Regions from separate parts of the Ovis aries genome. Here region 2 is linked to region 1. A link is a contact called in public Hi-C data. All regions are on one chromosome and are shown on one strand. The core of a region is the stretch at or near the end of the contact, and the rest is flanking DNA. Distances in the headings are between cores, read along the strand shown.

What was found. Hi-C and Micro-C count contacts between places; a contact is called where the count stands out from the background.
Region 2: a Hi-C map of hypothalamus shows a contact between it and region 1, with 3 times the contacts expected there. The contact joins the promoter of CX3CL1 here to the enhancer-like site in region 1. A contact is called at or near these places in 7 of 16 Hi-C or Micro-C datasets (hypothalamus, liver, mixed tissues and 4 more).

Annotation. Positions count from the first base shown.
Region 1 is chr14:24,897,092-24,899,791 of ARS-UI_Ramb_v3.0, forward strand. No RefSeq gene overlaps it. Among named protein-coding and RNA genes, the nearest start is that of TRNAL-CAG, 12 kb to the left of the region's middle. Within about 2 kb of position 1,315, at least 9 of the 54 cell types and tissues checked have an H3K27ac peak or open chromatin away from gene starts, as enhancers often do. A contact at or near this core is called in hypothalamus and muscle, where this site is marked.
Region 2 is chr14:24,960,239-24,962,938 of ARS-UI_Ramb_v3.0, forward strand. It overlaps CX3CL1 (C-X3-C motif chemokine ligand 1), which reads left to right and starts at 1,314. Exons shown (of 2, transcript XM_027977871.2): 1 at 1,314-1,458.

The sequences.
Region 1 (2,700 bases), core at 65-2,564:
TATTTTATTATTACTTTTTACTGTTGATATGTTAAAGTGATAGTTCTTTGGTTATATTATGTAAAACAGATTATTAACATGAATGTCATCAATTCCTATTTTTTCAAAGTTGGAAATTTTAACTATGGGTGCCTTGTGTTATGTTTTTACTGGCTAGTGCCAGCCTTCTTCACTCACCTGTAAAATATCAGGAAGCAAGAGATCAGAGCCTACGCAAATAATGATACAGCCCCACTGGAAAAGAACTCCAAAGATGCCAAGGAGGAGAAGGCTTGCTGGAGAAGGTGGGCACAAAAGGATAGCTCTGCTTTGTAGGGGTGGAGGGGAAGGGATAGGGGACACAGCGAGAGCAAAGGCCTGAGCATGCGACTAACAGGACAGGGTCTGAGGAGAAACGAGGGTGAAATAGGGGAGCTGGAGGGTTAAGATGGGCCATGGATTTCTTCATAGAAGCTGAGGACCTTAGGGAGGGTCCAGTTCAAAGGGACAAATGTTCCATGTTCCCTTCAGCCACCACACATTTTCTGTGTGAGTCATGAGGCCCAGGACAGGTGTCGTCACTTCCTCAGGTATCCAGAGTTGGATTCCACAACCGCCCCCACCCCGTCCCTGGCCCCTGCCCTGAGATGCCAGAATCCAGCAGGCTATGTATGTTACATGCCCGAGCCCATCAAAGTGGAGTTTCCAGGGACAGAAAGGCCCTAATTCTGGGGAGGGACAAGAGCCAGCATCTGCAGGTCTTTCCTACTAGCTCAGAGCCCCTCAGTTTTACCATTTCCTTTGGAAATTCTCTCATCCACAAATAGCTCCCAGTTTCCCTCTGATCTTTTGATATGCCTAATGCTTTGTGTTTTCTCTTGGCCTGTTTCCTGCAGTCCCTTTGTGATGCTGCTAGATACGTCATAGAAAATGTACCCATGACCTAGTATCTCAATAGAGGACATGCCAGCAGGGGCCTGGACAAGTGGACTCACTGTGTCCCAGTAAGGCATCACTGAGTAGTGAAAAATCAGGGTCTTTGGCCCCCCAGCCAGGGATGTTCTGGGGGAGCCCCATTCTCTGCAATTCACTGCTTTTGCACTGCAAAAGAAAAAAAGCCATGAAAATTACTTTTCATTCTAAAAAAAAAAAACATTACTGACATCTTAGTTCTCCAAAGGTTTCCGCAGATCTATAGAGCAAGTGTCTTGGTTGATCAAGCGCCCTGCAAAAATAAGACAGAGTCTGATGCAATGTTTTTCTAGGTCAGGCAGTCTCAGCACTGCTAAAGGGCCTCAGTGTTTTTATATCCCTCAGCTGTCCACTGGACACCCCAGCTGGCCTCCAGCCTGAGTCAGCTCCCCTGTCTGAACCAGAGTCCCCAGCATGGGTGTGTGTATGTCTGTGTGAGAGAGAGGGAGATAGATTCTCAGGCCACATGTACCCTACACGTCACGTGAGCAGGGCCTTCCTGGACCCTTCATTCACCCCTGATCTCCAGCACCTGGCATCTTGTAGGTAGGCACTCAGGAATAGTCATTAATTGAGCAAATGAATAAATCCTACATTCAGAGTCTGTCCCCCCAGGTGCTTACAGCATCCCATCTAAGGACCTCAGTCCTCTTGCTCTCATCCCCAAGATTACATTTCAGAGGAAGCAAGTTTCTCCTAGTTAACGTCAGGCTACAGAACAAAGGAACCTTCCTCTCTCCACCTACTCACCACCTGGTGGAGTGCCCACTCTGCCCCTGCTCTGGGAACCCCAAGCAGGTATGGGGACAGGAGTGCATTTTCATGAGGTTCCTGCTATGTCTCTAGGCATCAAGGAGCCACATTTTTAGGAGAGCCTCAAGTCAGACTAAATGTATTTGTTACTGAGTCTTGGCTCATCATTCCCCTGCCACGACAGGCCAGTAAATGGGGAGATGAGCCATTGGGGCAAGGAATAGCAACTTTATTCAGAAAGCCAGCAGTCTGAGACAGTGGACTAGCGTCCCAAAGAAACTTCTTCTTCCAGTTATTAATAGAATCCAGGATTCTTTTATACTCAAAGGGGAAAGGGTAAAGCCCTGGTTCCAGCCAGACTCCAGAGGGATTGTCTTAATTTCTCCTTCCGTGTAGTCATTCACAGGTGGGCCTGGTCAGGATGTTTCCTGCTAGCTAAACAAAGGTATTTTAGCTTAACGCTTATTACCTGGGAGGCAGGGTTCCTAGAGATGGACCATTATGTATAACTGAAGTTTATAAGCAACATCCCTTTAGTGATTACCTTTTTTTTTTTTTTGGCCGAGGGGCAGCATGTGGGATCCTAGTTCCCTGACCATGGATTGAAGCCTCGCCTCCTGCAGTAAAAGCAAGACCACTGGACTGCTGGGGAAGTCCCTAGTGACTTAGAATACCGAGGTTCTTCCCTATTACATGAGGACTACTAGGGGAAACTGAGGCAAGGGGTTCAGAAACATTTCACAAACAGGAGCAACGGGACAAGATGAAGTCACGGAATTAGAGGGAGGGTTAGGGATGGGCTTCCACCTAGGGTTGGGGTTTTGTTAGGCGAAATTAAATAGTCTTGTTTAGGCTTCAGAGACAAAGCAGAGCAGGCCTTTGACCTTGCTTCTAACCTGCCTGGACACTGCCCCGACTGTGAGTGACTGTGAGTGGCTCCCTTCTGTGAGTGCAAGACTTGCAGCACCGTATATAAGATGGGGGAGGAATCTTGAG
Region 2 (2,700 bases), core at 64-2,563, 63 kb after region 1:
AGCCATACCTCACAGACAGAGCGGCTTTGCTCTGGTTGGCAGCCCAGAGTCGCCTCGATGGGAGTGGGTTCACAGTTAACTCCTGCCCAGACTGACTGGGCTCCTGCTAGAGCCTCCTGGAGTCTTGGGCATTATTGCCACTGCCTGTGGGGAAGGCAGCCTCGAAAGCTGCTGTGCAGCACCCATTCACACCAGCAAGCTCTGAGGCCAGTTTGGTGGGAGCTGATGGCCAGTCGCGCCTACTCCTCTTGTCATGGCCTCTGACAGAGACAGAGCCTGGGAAGTCGGAGCTGAGGAGCTGGGGTCCCTCCTCAGTGAGCAGCCCAACTCCCTCCTCGAACAGATGGCGGCATGGAGCCCGCATGAGGGGCAGGGATCTTTCAGGGCATGTTGCTGAGTTCAGGACCACCCGAGAGGCCCCAAGTTACCAGGGGTGACAGCCGTGTGTTTCCCTTGGGCTCACAGTGGGCGAGTGGGTGATGGGAGGGAGGAGATGAGGAAAATGCAAAAGAGGAAAGGAGAGGTAGTGGGCATGGAGGTGGGGAGGCCGGGGCTCTTTGCCGTGTCCTGAACCGCCCACCCCCTGGGCCTGCCTGCTCTTCTCTGTGGCGGGGGCGGTGGGATCTCCTCTCTGATGCTCTCTGTGAATGACTTGGCCCCCTCTCAGGGCTTCAGTTTCCCCATCTGCCCCTGTGAAGTGGGGCTGCCTCTTTCTTTCCGCAGGCTTTTGCTGTATTGAGCCCCTGCTGTTTGCCAGGTTCCATGCTGGCCTCGGGGAACACCTTGATGAACAAGGTCCCCCAGGTGCAGGGGCGTTGAGAGGTTAAGGGTTAGAGGTCCTTCCTGGCATCGGAGAGCTCCCTCCCAGACCAGGGCAGACTTTATCAGACCCCACATGGCGGGACCCCCGAGTCCTCCTGGCTTGCCTGCCTGCCGCCGGGACTCTCCAGTCCTCTGGCCTTTTGTTTTCGGCCCACTTAGGAGCTAGGGCCCCGGCTCAGACCCTAGGACATGTGCCAGGTCCCAGTAGGAAGGCAGCCTCAGCAGATGGGAGGAGAGGAAGCCCTTTGAACCCTAACAGGCCGGGTCCAGCCTCCCAGGCAGATCCCCATATGCGGAGCCAGCCCAGTCCCCCCACCACCCAGAGCCAGGGAGCTGCTCGCTCGGTTCCTTGGCAACATCCTGAGGAATCCAGTTGCTGCACACGCTCCCTTCCTCTCCCCTCCCACCGCCTGCCTGCTGCCTGCGGGGGCTGGAGGCGGAGGCGGAGGCAGAGGAGCCCCATTATAAATCGCAGCAGAGCTCAGGCGGCCAGGGGACAAGCACTGAGCTTCGACAAGGGCCCCTGCCGCCTGCCTGGCGCCCCTGGACCCCCACCCGCCCCAGCCATGGGTCTTCCGCCTCTCTCGTGGCTGCCCTGCTTGGCTGTCCTCTGCCATTTGGTTGTGCTGCTAGCCGGTGAGTGGGGTGGACTCAGGCATGAGTGAGGTAAGGGGAGCCCCTAGCCCCACTTCTGCCCCTCAAGCCTGACATCAGGGCCCCCAGAGCCTTCCCCGGGTAAGGCTGAGATCCCTGGCAGCCCCTTCTTGACATGCTGGGTGGGGGAAGTAGGAGCTGGGTGTGGGGGTGAAGGGGGGGGAAGCGGCTGGACACCTCTCTGGTTGTGTGGTCTGCCCTCCGGCTGGAAAAATTTACTCTCACCAGAGACTGTCCCTGCCTGGTCCAGTGAGCAAGGTGGCGACCACTTGGCAGTGCAGGGAGGTGGTGTGGGCAGCAGACGATGCCAGGTGTGGGGTGCCGGGAGAGTGAGGGTGGTGGGAAGCCTGAGGAGGCTCTCTGTGGGCACTCGGATGGAGCCCTGGCAGACCGTGGGCTCATCTCCCTTTCCGGGGTTAATATGTAACCCTCGGTCTTGATTCCTGTAGTCTCGGCTTGGCCCCAAGCCAGGCCACAGTTGGGACTTTCTCCTGCCCAATTTCAAGGCCTCCCAAGGAGAAGGGACCCAGGACCAGTGGAGGTCAAGGTCATTGCACCTCATGAATTGGGCTCATCACTGTGCCTCTGGTCTAGCCCCCAATCCCTCTGCCCATGTCTGTCCCCATCCCCCTTCCCCCCCACAGGGTACTGTCTTTCTCCTCCAAAGCACAGTTTAGAAAATGTTTTCACCTCCAGTCACTTGCTTTCTGGAGCCTGGGACCTGGGAGGGCATGATGTATCGATCCCACCCAACATGAGTAGGATGGAGGCCCAAAGAGGTTGAGAAGCTGACCTGAAGATGCACAGCCAGCAAGTAGGACAGGAGAGGGTAAGAGTGGGTGCAGGAGGGAGCGCGGATGCACGCGCCGCGTCTGTGGAGCTCACTGCCTTCAAGAGCTCTTCGAGTCAGCCCTATCCTCTGGCCATCTGGCAGACTGAGGCTCAGAGAGGGCGGGAGGCTGCCTTAGGGCACACAGCCAGTCTGGGAAAATGAGCACGAGTCTCTGGCTTCCGGGACACCTCCATGGAGCGCACTGTCCCCCAAGTCCCTCTGTTTGGGGAAAAGCCACCAGTGGGGCAGAGAGCAGGCGAGTGGAGATGGTGCAGGCCAAGCGCTACTGGCCTTCCTGCTTCCTGGGCTTGAACCCCTGAACCCTGAGGTGTATGGGGACAGTGAGGACTGGAAGATGAGGAGTTGGGTGGAGGTTGCTTGGGCATAGCTGT